Linked DNA regions of Sus scrofa: all the other regions are linked to region 1. The links are chromatin contacts, called in public HiChIP or PLAC-seq maps. All regions are on one chromosome and are shown on one strand. The core of a region is the stretch at or near the end of the contact, and the rest is flanking DNA. Distances in the headings are between cores, read along the strand shown. Region 1 holds the start of ABCA1 (ATP-binding cassette, sub-family A (ABC1), member 1). Region 2 has its middle 94 kb from the start of SLC44A1. Region 3 holds the start of LOC100739365 (protein NipSnap homolog 3A-like).

Region 1 (4,347 bases), core at 869-3,368:
CACAAGTGACCATAGTTCCCAGTGCTATACAGCAGATCCCATTGCTTATCCATTCCAAAGGCAATAGTTTGCAACTATTAACCCTAAATTCCCAGTCCCTCCCACTCCCTCCCTCCCACCCCGTTGGCAACCATGTCTGTTCTCCATGTCCATGATTTTCTTTTCTGTGGCAAGGTTCATTTGTGTCATATATTAGGTTCCAGATATAAGTGATATCATGTGGTCTTTCTCCTTCTGACTTATTTCACTTAGTATGAGAGTCTCTAGTTCCATCCATGTTGCTGTGAATGGCATTATTTTGTCCTTTTTTATGACTGAGTAGTATTTTATTGCATATATGTACCACATCTTCTTAACCCATTCATCTGTTCATAGACTTTTAGGCTGTTTCTATGTCTTGGCTATTGTGAATAGTGCTGTGATGAACATGGGGGTGCATGTGTCTTTTTCAAAGAAAGTTTTATCTGGATATGGCATGGGAAAATTTTAATAGGCCATGGCTGATACCTAAAAATGACCTCGTTAGTCAGCTACCAACACCTTCTTTGTTTATAGTCATTCTTCCCAGGAGCTCAGCTGAACAAAATTCACTTTCAGAAAACCCTTGTGAGGCAGGGAAATAAATATATATTCTATTTTATAGGTGAAGAAATGGGGGCCGAAAGTTGTGGATCAGGTGGTACAGTCAATTTGACCCCAAACCCAGTCTTTTGGCTAGGACTGTCCTTTGACCTAGACAAGAGGGACTCCTCTTCTGGGCTCTGGGCCTCAAAAGGCTTGGCTCTGGCCAGCCTCGCACCTCATCCTTTCCTAAGGGTGGGCAGTCCACAGGACCCAGGGGCCATGCCACCAGAGTTATGAATAGGTGGGACCCTAGAATTCCATACCCTAAGGCCTCTAAGTATGTTTCCAGAGTCTGCCAGGGCCTTCCCAAAGGATCCGTCCTGAGTGTTAACAAAACCACTGACATGTGTACCTGGGTTCAAATCATGGCCTTGATTGAGTGTGGAGGGGCTTGTGCAGCTTGGGGTCCACATACATAGCTGGAGGTTATTCTGGAATATGATGGAGCTGGGGCAGGAAGAGAAAGGGGTCTGATGGTCAGCTCTTCCACTCCACCATTTTTTGCCAAACCCAAGTTACAGCCTGAGGAATCCATACTTCCAGGTTGCTCCAAAGGTATCTTTGTCAAGGTAGAAGATATTTTTACAGTTTGTTGGCTTGTTTTATGAGTTAAATAATTAAAGTATATGGCCCTCCATTTGTACACTTGCTTCTGTTCCTCCAATGTATGGGCCGTCTTGCTCCTGTCAAAGCCAATGCCAGAAGAAGTTGGTGAACTGGAATGGTTATGTAATTTTACAAGACTGTGATTCTCCAGCTGCACTTTGAGAATTTGTAGAAACCAAAATACAAGCCATATGTATTCATCTGTCACTGAGCCGCTGACCAATATGATGAAAATTAAAAGGGAGTTGGTCCACATTCTTTGTTTTTGTTTGTTTTTGTGGCCTCCCTCCTCCTCCCAGTTTGCAAAGAAAAGGAGCAAGACCACTTTTCAGGGGTCCTCCCTGGGAATCCTAAAAGTAATACTGAATTGAATTCCAAAGCCAGGGTTGGTGGTGGAAAACACACCCAGCCAATCGTCCAGGGGACCGCTTTGTCCCACATCCTGGGCATTTGAAAGGAGAAGACTAAAGGGTTAGCATCTTGAGGGGTTTGGGCCTAGAGTTCTGTTCCCCTCCCCACCTCCCCCAGGTCCTTCAGACTGAAAAAGTTAACAAAGGAACAAAAACTGCTGAAAGCACGAGATTAGAGGAAGCGATTTCTACTAGTGCTTCTGGCTGCCCTGAACGTGCAGGAGAGTCTCTAGCGGGCGCAGCCCCCTTCCCCGATTTTCCCTCTGGTCCTGGGCAGACGAGCCCAGCAGGGGCGAGAGGTTCAGACCCATGCCGGGGCAAGGCGGGCTGCACCACCACCTGCGCCCTCCGCCCCCAGTGGGCGTGAGAGGCGGTTGTCGCCCATTTAAGGGGCGGGGCGCAGCTCCACGTGCTTTCTACTGAGTGACTGAACTACATAAACAGAGGCCGGGAAAACGGGCGGGGAAGGAGGGAGAGAACAGGCTTTGACCGATAGTAACCCCTGTGCTCAGCGCCGCCGAATCTATAAAAGGAACTAGTCGCGGCAAAACCCGGGTAATTCCGAGGAAGAGTGAGTGCAGCCGGGGCCTTGAGGACACCTCTCTCCCCTGGCGAAGGTGGGCTGGACAGGGGTCTCCGCGCTACCAGCGCCGCCACAGCCAATTTCTCCAGGCACTTTGCTCCTCTTCCCACACTTCTCGGGAAGGATTTTTCAAGGGGCAGGGGCAAGAGACGCAAACACAAAAGTGGAAAACAGGTAAGACGCTCTTCAGCAACTCGGGCGTTACTGTTTTGTTTCGGGGCCGAGGGGAATTTGCGAAGCTCTGGGTTTCGGAGACTTTAGTCCGAACCCCCACATTCCCACCTCCTGCAGGGCAAATGGGGCGGGGGCAGCGTAAGTGGGGGAAGGCGTCCTAGGATGAGCTGTGGCGACCCCAAGACACGGCGCCGCTACGCTCAGAACTCGCCGGGCGGTGGAGCGGAAGGAGCATCTCTGAGCGCGGAGACCAGGGCGCAGTACTTAAGGGGCAGTGGAATCGGGGGCTTCCGGTGTTGCTGGGGGTGCTGCGCTCGGAGTCGGGAGAGTGGCAGGTCTGGCACCGAGCTCTTCCCTTTGTTCGGAAGCGCCTGAGCCGGCTGGAAACCTCTTCTGCTGCTGGTCGGACGGCGCACATCAGGACAATTGTCCGCCCTTAGTTCTTAAGGAGCTGGTCTGAGTTGGGCTTTGACCTGGGAGTCGGTCCCGTGCACCCCGAGACTGGAGCTGAGCTTTCTTTGCCCGCAAGAACGCGTCTGGGAGGTGTCCCAAACCGGGTTCGTAGCGCTATTGTTCCTTTGAGGCTTCGGGGGCTTTGTTTAACCTGGGGGTCTGCCAACGGTCTCTGCACGCTCTCTGGAGCTGGAATCCCTGGCGCAGCCGGAGACGAGTTTCGTTTCTTTTAAAAACCTTAGGCTTAAGAGAGGAGGGCCTGTGGAAACCGGGAGCTGAGGTGTCCATTCCCCTGCCCACCCCCCCATCTTCCTGCCCTTTGCTGCTTGTCTGCTGGGGGGCAGCTTCAGACTGGGCAAGGATGGGGAAGCTGGGGCGAGATGGTGAAGCAGAATGACCGAGAGTAACCCCGGAGGGCGGTGCAGAACTCGGAGCGTGGCGGCCGGCTGGGCTTCGCGGTGGGGGCAGGGAGGGCTGGGCGCCGGCTGCCAGTGGCCATGGGGGGACTGACCCACAGCGCCTCCTGGCCGAGTCGCCTGGGAATGGGCCGGTTGGCTGGAGTGGAGCCGGGCTCTAGGAGGCATTGTCGGGCTCCGACTGAGATCCGGTAAAGGCTGATGGTTGCAGACTGGGAGGAAACCTGGGGGATGAGGCGAAAGCTCATCTGGTTGTTTTCTTAGAATGGTTTCCTACTCCCTGAGTGTTGCTAAACCAAAGGTTCTAGGGGCGTGGGTCAGTGCCAGGGTTGTGTGTAGGTGCCTTTTTTTCAGTACTTATCAGAAAGAAGAGAGTAAACAAAATAAAAAACAATAGAGACAGAGAAGGAGAAAGAAAAAGGGAGAGACTGCGAAAGAGAAATAAGGAAAAAGAAAGAAAAGTGACGCTAGAAATAATGGGCCCTTGTCTTTTGCAACATCGGTACCATTAGCTTTTAAAAACAGACTTTTTAGTGACACTTAGAGTGAGTGAGTGGTATATATACATTCATATAATAGAAGACAAAATTGATAAAAAAAAAATTCCTTGGTGATGAAAATCAGTAAGTCACTTTCTAAGCCTAATCCCCACCTCCCCACAAACACCTCACCAAATCTTCCAGGTTCAAAAACAGAGTTTTACTGGTTCTTTTAACAGTAGTTTGGGACTCAATTTTAAGTTTTGATCTTCTTTTCAGACAAAACTTAAATCCTAATTTTAAAAAAGTACTTAATTTCTCATCTCCCCTTTAATTTTGGCCCAATTTCCTCATGCCTACCGCAAAATTAGTGGCCACTGTTTGTTGTTCATATCTTTCTCTTGAGGCACTTCTCCCACCGCTCCCAAAGAAAGTATGAAAGCATAGGGAAGCTTCCAGAGTAGACTCTCTTCTGATAATATAATAATTTTCAAGTACAAAGTTTCCATTGTCAGCCTGTAAAATGTTTAATTAATAACTGATAGAATTTGGGGAAAACATTGGATATGCAGAGCACATTGGTATTTACTTGAGAAAAAGCA
Region 2 (4,347 bases), core at 1,321-3,820, 180 kb before region 1:
TATACTCCCCCACTTTCCCCTTTGATAACCATAAGTTTTCTATGTCTGTGATGCTGTTTCTGTTTTGTAAATAAGATCATTTGTATCATATTTTAGATTACACATGTAAGTGATACCGTATGATATTTATCTTCTCTGTATGACTTATTTCACTTAGCATTATGCCCTCCAAACCCATCTTATTGCTGTAAATGGCAAAATTTTGTCCTTTTTAATGGCTGAATAATATTCCAGTAGTTATATGTGTATATATATACCACATCTTCATTATCCATTCATCTGTTGATGGACACTTAGGTTACTTGCATGTCTTGGATATTGTAAATAGTGCTGCTGTGAACACTTAGGTGCATGTATCTTTTTGAATTAGAGTTTTCTCTGGATGTATGCCCAGAAGTGGGGTTGCTGGATCATATGGTAACTCTTAAATTTTTTAAAGACCTTCCATACTGTTCTCCATAGTGGCCACACCAATTTACATTCCCACCAACAGTGTAGGAAGGTTTCTTTTTCTTTACACCCTTGCCAGCATGTATCATTTGTAGGCATTTTAATGATGGACATTCTGATTGGTGTGAGGTGGTACCTCATTTTAGTTTTGATTTACATTTCTCTAATACCTTGCGATGTTGAGCATCTTTTCTTGTGCCTGTAGACCATCTGTATGTCTTTGGAGAAATGTCTCTTTAGGACTTCTCTCTATTTTTTTTTTTTTTTTTTTTTTTGTCTTTAGTTGTTGTTGTTCTTGTTGTTGTTGCTATTTCTTGGGCCGCTCTCGCGGCATATGGAGGTTCCCAGGCTAGGGGTCGAATCGGAGCTGTAGCCACCGGCCTACGCCAGAGCCACAGCAACGCGGGATCCGAGCCGCGTCTGCAACCTACACCACAGCTCACGGCAACGCCGGATCGTTAACCCACTGAGCAAGGGCAGGGACCGAACCCGCAACCTCATGGTTCCTAGTCGGATTCGTTAACCACTGCGCCATGACGGGAACTCCACTTCTCTCTATTTTTTGATTGAGCTGTTTTTGTTTTGTTATTGAGTTATATGAGCTATTTGTATGTTTTGGAAATTAAGCCCTTGTCACTTGTATCATTTGTAAATATGTTCTCCTAGTCCATAGGTCGTCTTTTAATTTTGTTTATGGTTTCCTTTGCTCTGCAAAAACTTATAAATTTGATTAGGTCCCATTTGTTTATTTTTGCTTTTAATTCTATTGCCTTGGGAGAATGACTTAAGAAATACTGCTATAATTTATGTCAGAGAATGTTTTTACCAGTGTTCCCTTCTAGGAGTTTTATTGTGTCATCATGTCTAATATTTAAGCTTTTAAGTCATTCTGAGTTTATTTTTGTGTATAGTGTGAGGGAGTGTTCTAATGTCATTGATTTACATGCGGCTGTACAGCTTTCTTAGCACTACTTGCTGGAGAGACTGTCTTTTCCCCATTGTGTATTCTTGCCTTCTTTGTCAAAGATTAGTTGACCATAGGTATGTCAACTAATAGGTTTATTTCTGGGTTTCCTATTCTGTTCTGTTGATCCATATGTCTGTTTTTGTGCCAATACCATGCTGGTTTTTTTTGTTTGTTTGTTTATTTTTAGGGCTGTACCTGTAGTATATGGAGGTTCCTAGGCTAAGGATCGAATCGGAGCTGTAGCTGCTGGCCTGCACCACAGCCACAGCAATGCCAGATCCAAGCTGGTGTCTGTGACCTACACCACAGCTCATGGCAATGCTGGATCCTTTAACCCACTGAGCGAGGCCAGGTATTGAACCTGTGTCCTCACGGATGCTAGTCAGATTCGTTTTCACTGAGCCACAATTGGAACTCCACATGCTGTTTTTACTATTGTAGCTTTGTAGTACTGCTTGAAGTCTCCAGCTTTGTAAATATTTTAGGCTTTGCAGGCCACATATGGCCTCTATCCCTTCTTTTCCTCTTCCCCTTCCTTCTTTGCAACCCTTAAAAAATGCAAAAACCTTTCCTAACTTGAAAGCTCTATTGAAAGAGGTTACAAGCCACATATGGTCCTCAGACTATAATTTGTGGACTCCTCTGCTAGGTATTAAGTTCCATGAGGCAAGAACAAATCTGTCTCATTAGCCTGATGGTCTAGTGCTCACCTGGCACATGATGGGTCCTCTATTAGTACTTGTTGAATGAAGGAATAAATGAATAAATGGGTCGAAACAAGTCTCTGGCTTTCAAATTTAAGGGATAGAATTCCTGTGTAAGTTCCATAATGAATACGAGAACTCCACAGAAGTGTTCTATTAAGTTGGCTCCTTGCTCTATCTGTGGTTGCCCAAGGGCACAGCTGCTTTCCATGGAGTATTTCTTAGCCTAAGTACCTACCTGCATTTCTACCCCCCTCTTCTTCTAGCTGAGAACAAAGCCTCCATACAGCCTCAGTTCCAGAATAAACTGTACTAGTGGTATGCTGGTGAATGTTTAACAATCAGCTACCCAACAAATAAGCAAACAACCCCTGACTTATAGCATTTGCCAATTTCCATTGTGTCACTACTTCCACTGTGGCTGGTTTCATGCTACAAACATGATATTGCTACACTTGAAGCTGGAAGGGACGTGCACCATCAGTTATCTGTAGCTAAAGTATGCCATTAAACCATACCCCCTGCTCTGCTCACTCTTGCAGTCTCAAGGATCACAGGTCTCCTGGGAGAAAACTTGAAAGAAACCTTAGCCCTCACAATCCCTGCCTCAGGATTGGGCTCTCCTCTGTGTTTTGGTAGTTGGGGACCATTATCTTGCCTTCCCAAACTTCCTGGATTTCAGCCTTTGCCTGCTTTGATCCCCAACCCCTGACTGCTCCTCTGACCCCCTGACTCCCTGGTTCTTACAGAACGCAGATGGCCGTACACTTCCTGATCCACCCTGGCTTCCTGGCTGTCAGATTACTGATGTGCTCTGAGCACAGAGATGCATAGCTACACTACTTCCTGCAGTCTTCTGGTTTCCAGGCTGTGATCTTTGGCCACTTACTTCCAGTTCTCACAGCATACCTCTCTTGACTGCTGAGAGGTCAACTCTCATTCTACCAGTTGGGAACTTAGTTCCCAGCTCAATTCTTCTTGCTCTGGGCTGGCTTCTGTCTAATTAGTACCACCTGACTCTAAACTTGCACATAATTTTCACCTTCATTGATTCACATAAAAAATAATTACTGGCTACTTTCTGTGTACCAGGATCTGTCTAGGCACTGGGGATACCTCAGTGAACAAAACTGGTAAGATTCTCTGCCCTTGGAGAACTTATATTAAAGTGTGAGTAACTCATACCAAATAATAGACATAATAAATAAGTGATATCTTATAAAAGAAGGTGATAAGTAGGATGGAGAAAGTGAGTAGGGAAAGGTTGATGGTACTGTTAGGAGTCACATGGTTAGAATGGCCTCTTTGAGAAGATGACATTTGAACAAAGCCTTAAAAGACGTTCCATGTGTTCCAGACTCTCATACACAACATCTACCCACCATCATACCTGGTCATATAGATATGTAGCTCTCCTAAGCCTGAGAACTTCCAGGGCTTTGTTTCTCACAGAGGGACTATTTCCAGTAAGAGAGAGGCAGAAGGTGTTGTAATTATATGCTTGGGCTTTGCTGTAGAAAACATGGCTTTGAAGCCTTGCTCTGTGGCCAATTAGGGCAGTTATTGAAGCTTGCCTAATCTACTAGTCAGTGGGTTTCTTGAGGGCAGGGACTGGATCTGTTTTGTTCTCCCTGGAGTCCCCATGTCTAGTAGTATCTGGCCTCTATTACTACTTATTAACTAATGAGTTCAAAGTTAAGTCTCTGCTTTTGCTTATTAGCCCTATTGTCCTGGGAGAATTCCCTTTCTTAGATTTCAGTTCCTCATATATAAAATGGGGATGTTAAAAATGATAATACCAGTATCCACCTCTTAGGGTTGCTCTGAGAGTTAAATTGTAATAATTTATGATGCCTGTAGAGCAGTTGGCACAGTGCCTAGTACACTGCAGATGCTTACCAAATAAATGTTGGGGGTGGTCAGTGTTGTTAGAGTCAGCATACAGAGTTAATGTTCTCTAACTTCAGATGTTATTATGGAAAGACTCCTTGCTTCCCCAATAATGTGGTCCCATCAACCAAGCTCTCACAGTGCCTCTGAGGGAGTATGAAAGGTGTGAATGGGGCGGATGGTGGGTAGGGGCTGCCTAGGAGCCTTGGGGCAGAGGAGAGAGCCCAGATGGCAGAAATGAGGGGATCCCTGGAGCACTGTGGCCAGGGCAGAGTTTGTGGTATAAATAGGTATGTATTCAGCCATAAGTGGGCAGTGGAGCTGCAGTGTCCAGAT
Region 3 (4,347 bases), core at 862-3,361, 150 kb after region 1:
AACAGCAGTGAGGTAATTGTTATGTGTATGGAGAGAGGCAATTTTTATTGCAAGCCAGAAACTAGAACTATGCTGGGGTGGAATCATGAGTGCTTCATGTTCGCTCATCTTCAAGTTAGGGTTCATTTTCAGCAGCAATAACCTCCAATTCACCTATAAGAGAGCATTTGATCGATATTTAGTAAAATCAAAATTTAAAATCAAGTTGTAAGGAACAATTCTTTGCCCTGCCCCAGCAGAGATTCAGGATAAAGACTATATTGCTAATCTAGAGTGAAGGTAAAACCAAGCAGGACCCTGTGCAGCTCCTGGCAGCGTTCTCACTTTCTCGTTCATAGGGAACAAGTTTCTTCCCCCAAGACCCTCCCTGAGGGCAGCTGCTAATCAGGGAAGGTTGAAGACGCAGAGACAAGGGAGAGCAATCAAGAAACAATAGTGCAGCCTAGGGCCAGGGGCCTGGTTTCCCCTTAAGGGATACAGGTAACAATACTCTATTGGAGCTCTTCTGCAGAATTAAAACTCCCCCCAAAATGGAAGATTTTAACTACCTGAGGAAGCATTCTCCATTTGGGAGAGAATGTCACAATTTGATAACCTTGAGAACTACAAAAGCTCAATCAGGAGAACATCTGAGGCCAGATTAAAGGAATACAGGCCTTACATCAACCCTGATCCTTACCAGCAATCCTGTCCTTGAACCACTGCTATATATAACTCCTTACCACATCCTCCTGAAATGCCTGTACCCCTCTGCCTGGCCAAGCAATGAAGCTATTCTCTTCTCTTTCGCCCAAAACTCTGACTCCAAGAGATTCAATTTGGCTTAGATGAACAGAGGCTGGGCTTTGGCAACAAAGGGGCCTTTATCGCTGTTCTTTAGTCTTCACAGAAAGTCAGTGTCTATGTAAACCCCCTTCTCATCCTTTCCCTTAAGAAGTACAGACCTAGACCTAAACAAAGCTCTAGGTTAGATTACTAGAATAGGCCCAGACAGTTCAAGAATTACTCCACTACAGATGCAAGAAAAAAGTGTCCTGCTGCTGTTTGTCTGATTGTGGCAGCTGAGATTGAATGGGGGCATACAGGAAAAATTGTTTCGTAACTCATAAATAACCTTGTGAACATAAAAGCCTACTCTACTTCAAAGAAGAAATTGAGTTTACCAGAAAAGTATTAGAAAATCATTCCTCTACACCCTTGCCTTCTGATTGATTCCACTTGTAAAAGCCTAAGGATTAAGTCTAGTTAAAGGCAAGCCAATGATGAAAAAAAAGCTGAATCACAAAAATCTATTTTGTACATTTCTCATCTAACTTTAAAAAAGGCTGCATCACATTTGCTAGCAGCTTCCTGACCCTGTCTGACGTGGGCACCTTTCGCAGGATGCCCGACCATCCTAAAGGGTGAAGGAGAAAAAAAGTTCAGCCAGTCTCTGGCAACAGAACTGGCCTCCCTCTTTTAAAGGATTTACAAAACTTCTGAGCATTTTGCAAAGAACCTCTAATAGGGGACTAGAGTGGGATGGATGGTCAAAACACAAACCAATGGAGAGTTCCAGAGTCTGTCGAGGCCCCAGTGCGATGGGTGTAAAGGCCAAAGCCGCAAACACGCAGCAGCTGGGCTCCAGGTGTCCTAGGACGCCTAGGCTAAAAACACCCACTGTCACCACGGCCTTCCAGCCACCGGAGGCAACAATAGCAGCGGGTCTTCTCCCAACGGCTCCCGTCCTCCTGCTGCTGGCTCCATGGTCCCCGCTTCCAGGTTCTGGGTCTTGCTACAGAATGTGGGCAGCACCACAAGGCTCCCACGTCTGAGCGGTCCAGCCGGAAGGTGCAAACCCACCGAGACGCCCTTCCCTTCCCCTCCCCTTCCCCCTGGGGACGTTTTGGGCGCGTCCCGGCGGCAGGTACCTGAGGCGCCAGCGTCCGCGGGGACAAGGCCCTAGCCAGGCCGCTTCGGAGAGCAAGCATGGCGCAGCTTGGAGGTCTGAGAAGGACAATGGCCAGTATTCGTCCTTAAATTCCTCCTCCTGTGGCTTCCGGACTGGCAGGCGCAGCGACTCGGCGACGGGCGGATCAGGCTGGGGGGGCGGGGCTCGGCGGCTCAGCTCCGCCTCCGGCCGAGGGGCGTGGCCGGGCTCGTCCTTCTGCCAGGAGTCGGCAGAAGGCTGGGCCTCAGACGGTTTGGTGTCGCCTCCAGCCTTAAGGTGGTTTTTGTTTCTCCACCGATTTTTAGCCCCAGCGTCAGAAGTGACTTTAGAATCAGCTGCATGCTGAGTCGTCCCTGTACCATCAGTCTGGGCCCATCACCTCATCTCCATGTGGTATTACCTACCATTGATAAAAGTTCTGTGTACGCCTACTGGGGAGGCAGGGTGGGTGCCTGTGTCATGCTTTGCTTTGAAATTGTGGACGTGTTTTGCTGGTGTTTTTGTTTGTTTGCTCGGGGGTGCTTCTCCTTTGGCTAAAGACCAGTCAGTCTTCACTTTTGGGCATTAAGTGCATTCTCTTTCCCTAGCTTCACCGCTAGCTATGACCTTGTTAGGCTTCTAAAAATGATATAGATTATATTTCTCAGGGGCTCAGAGGAATGGGGACCACCCCAACTGGCTTCGAAAATTCAAAATTTAATACACAGAGTCAAATAGTTTATGAATAGCCTTGAAAGCAAAACAGCAGACCTCTGATCTTGTCTTCCTTATTCCTGATATTGGGCCCTGGAGTAAATACTTTCAACATTTTCAGCTGTTTCTTGTAGTGCTTGTTTTTCTTTTTAAAATTTGTATGCGTTTTCTGGTATTTCTTGATATTTTCAGTTATAAATCTTGTCGATTGTTTGGAAGATGAGGATTTAAGTCTGATACATATCATTCCCCTCAAATACACTTCCTTTCTCAATCTGATAATGTTTACATTAATAATATTAATATAACATTGTTAATTTAATTATATTGATGTTTACGCCTTTATTACTAACTACATTCCTTTTTACACACAAAGCTACAAGCATAATGTAACTAAACCCAATTGCAGAATAGTCCCGTTCATGCACACATTAAAGTAATATTCCTTATGTTACTAAGACGGGAATGATTACAGGGCTTTCCATTGTGGTTGTCTTGGTTGTGCCTGGTGTGAAGACTTTAGAATCATCTATCCAGGGGAAGGGAGGCTTTTTAGAGTTAGTAATTCCTGAGAAGGTGAGTCAGGTTTTTTTTGGTCATGGACGTCCATAGCATCTGGACTTGGACCGGATCTTTGTTTTAATTTATTTAATTTAATTTCTAGAATTAACTATTCCCTTATTCAACCCATATGAATTATGTTCATTTATGCTTCAGATAGTTTTCCAAACACTTGGATACAGAGGTGAACAGAAGTCAAAGTTTATGTTCTCTTGCCACTTCCAGATTAGGGGGAACAGATAAACAAATGGAGAAAATATATATCAGAAATTAATAAATATAATGAGGAAAAACAAAGTAGGGTATAGAGAATAGAAAGTGCTGGAGGGAGGTAGCAGAGACTGCTAGCCATTTCCCAATAGCCATTCTTCTCCCACTCTACCTTTTTAAAAATTAGCGATAGACCCCCTGCAGCTTGGTGCAGCCTTGTGTCTAAGTCCTAGCCAGTGATATGGGTTAGTGCATTTATGACCTCCTATAAGTGATGTTGTGTAGGAGAGGTGGTTGTTGCCCTCTCTTATTTCTCCTTGCTGGAATATGGGTGTAATGGCTTGAGTTCTTGGAAACCACATGCTGAAGATGACAGAACAAGAAAGACGTAGCCTAGGTTCTGACGTCACAGAACACTACACTAGGAGTCCTGGACTGACTGTCTCAGGATTTCTTTTTTACATGAGAAGTCATTTTCTAGTTTAAGCTACTGCCCTATGGCTTAAACCTGTGTTCTTAATCAATAGGAAAGTGACTGTTTCTTTTAATTTCTCTTTTTCATGTGTTTCTATTTTCATTATCAGTCATTAATTACCAAATTCTTTGCTAAAAGAATAAATTTTCTTTTGGTATGGTTAAACCCATTAATGAGTTTATCAGTTTCATCCTCTAGAGTTATCTTTTGGGAGTCCTTTGTTCCCTTGTTCCAGTGTGGACTAAATATTTTCTATGATAGCATGGTAGTAATTCTGGGATCTCCTTTGCCTTGTGTTAGAATTCCTGCTGCCAGGATTTGGTAGCTTTTTTTAAACACCTAATTTCAGGAGAGGGTACATGGGAATTAAACTTCTGAGATTTGCATGTCTAAAAATGTTTTGTTCTACTAAAACTCTTGATTCCTATGTTGGTTGGGTATAAAATTTTACATTGAAAAGAGTTTTTCTTTCTATTTT

Evidence for each region. HiChIP or PLAC-seq counts read pairs in DNA pulled down with a chosen protein or histone mark.
Region 2: a contact with region 1 is called in an H3K27ac HiChIP or PLAC-seq map of alveolar macrophages. The contact joins the enhancer-like site here to the promoter of ABCA1 in region 1. A contact is called at or near these places in 4 of 5 promoter capture datasets (fetal liver, fetal skeletal muscle and liver), 22 of 47 Hi-C or Micro-C datasets (adipocytes, alveolar macrophages, brain and 14 more) and 2 of 2 datasets of contacts at active chromatin or transcription factors (alveolar macrophages and skeletal muscle).
Region 3: a contact with region 1 is called in an H3K27ac HiChIP or PLAC-seq map of alveolar macrophages. The contact joins the promoter of LOC100739365 here to the promoter of ABCA1 in region 1. A contact is called at or near these places in 1 of 5 promoter capture datasets (liver), 8 of 47 Hi-C or Micro-C datasets (embryonic fibroblasts, epiblast stem cells, fetal heart ventricle and 4 more) and 2 of 2 datasets of contacts at active chromatin or transcription factors (alveolar macrophages and skeletal muscle).

Annotation. Positions count from the first base shown.
Region 1 is chr1:246,276,263-246,280,609 of Sscrofa11.1, reverse strand. It overlaps ABCA1 (ATP-binding cassette, sub-family A (ABC1), member 1), which reads left to right and starts at 2,118. Exons shown (of 51, transcript NM_001317080.1): 1 at 2,118-2,397.
Region 2 is chr1:246,452,319-246,456,665 of Sscrofa11.1, reverse strand. No RefSeq gene overlaps it. Among named protein-coding and RNA genes, the nearest start is that of SLC44A1, 94 kb to the left of the region's middle. Within about 2 kb of position 2,570, at least 13 of the 83 cell types and tissues checked have an H3K27ac peak or open chromatin away from gene starts, as enhancers often do. A contact at or near this core is called in alveolar macrophages, fetal liver, liver and 2 more, where this site is marked.
Region 3 is chr1:246,127,186-246,131,532 of Sscrofa11.1, reverse strand. LOC100739365 (protein NipSnap homolog 3A-like) reads right to left here and starts at 2,111. Exons shown (of 6, transcript XM_003480558.4): 1 at 1,911-2,111. The coding sequence starts at 1,970. LOC106509227 (ATP-binding cassette sub-family A member 1-like) reads left to right here and starts at 2,152. Exons shown (of 4, transcript XM_021067030.1): 1 at 2,152-2,323.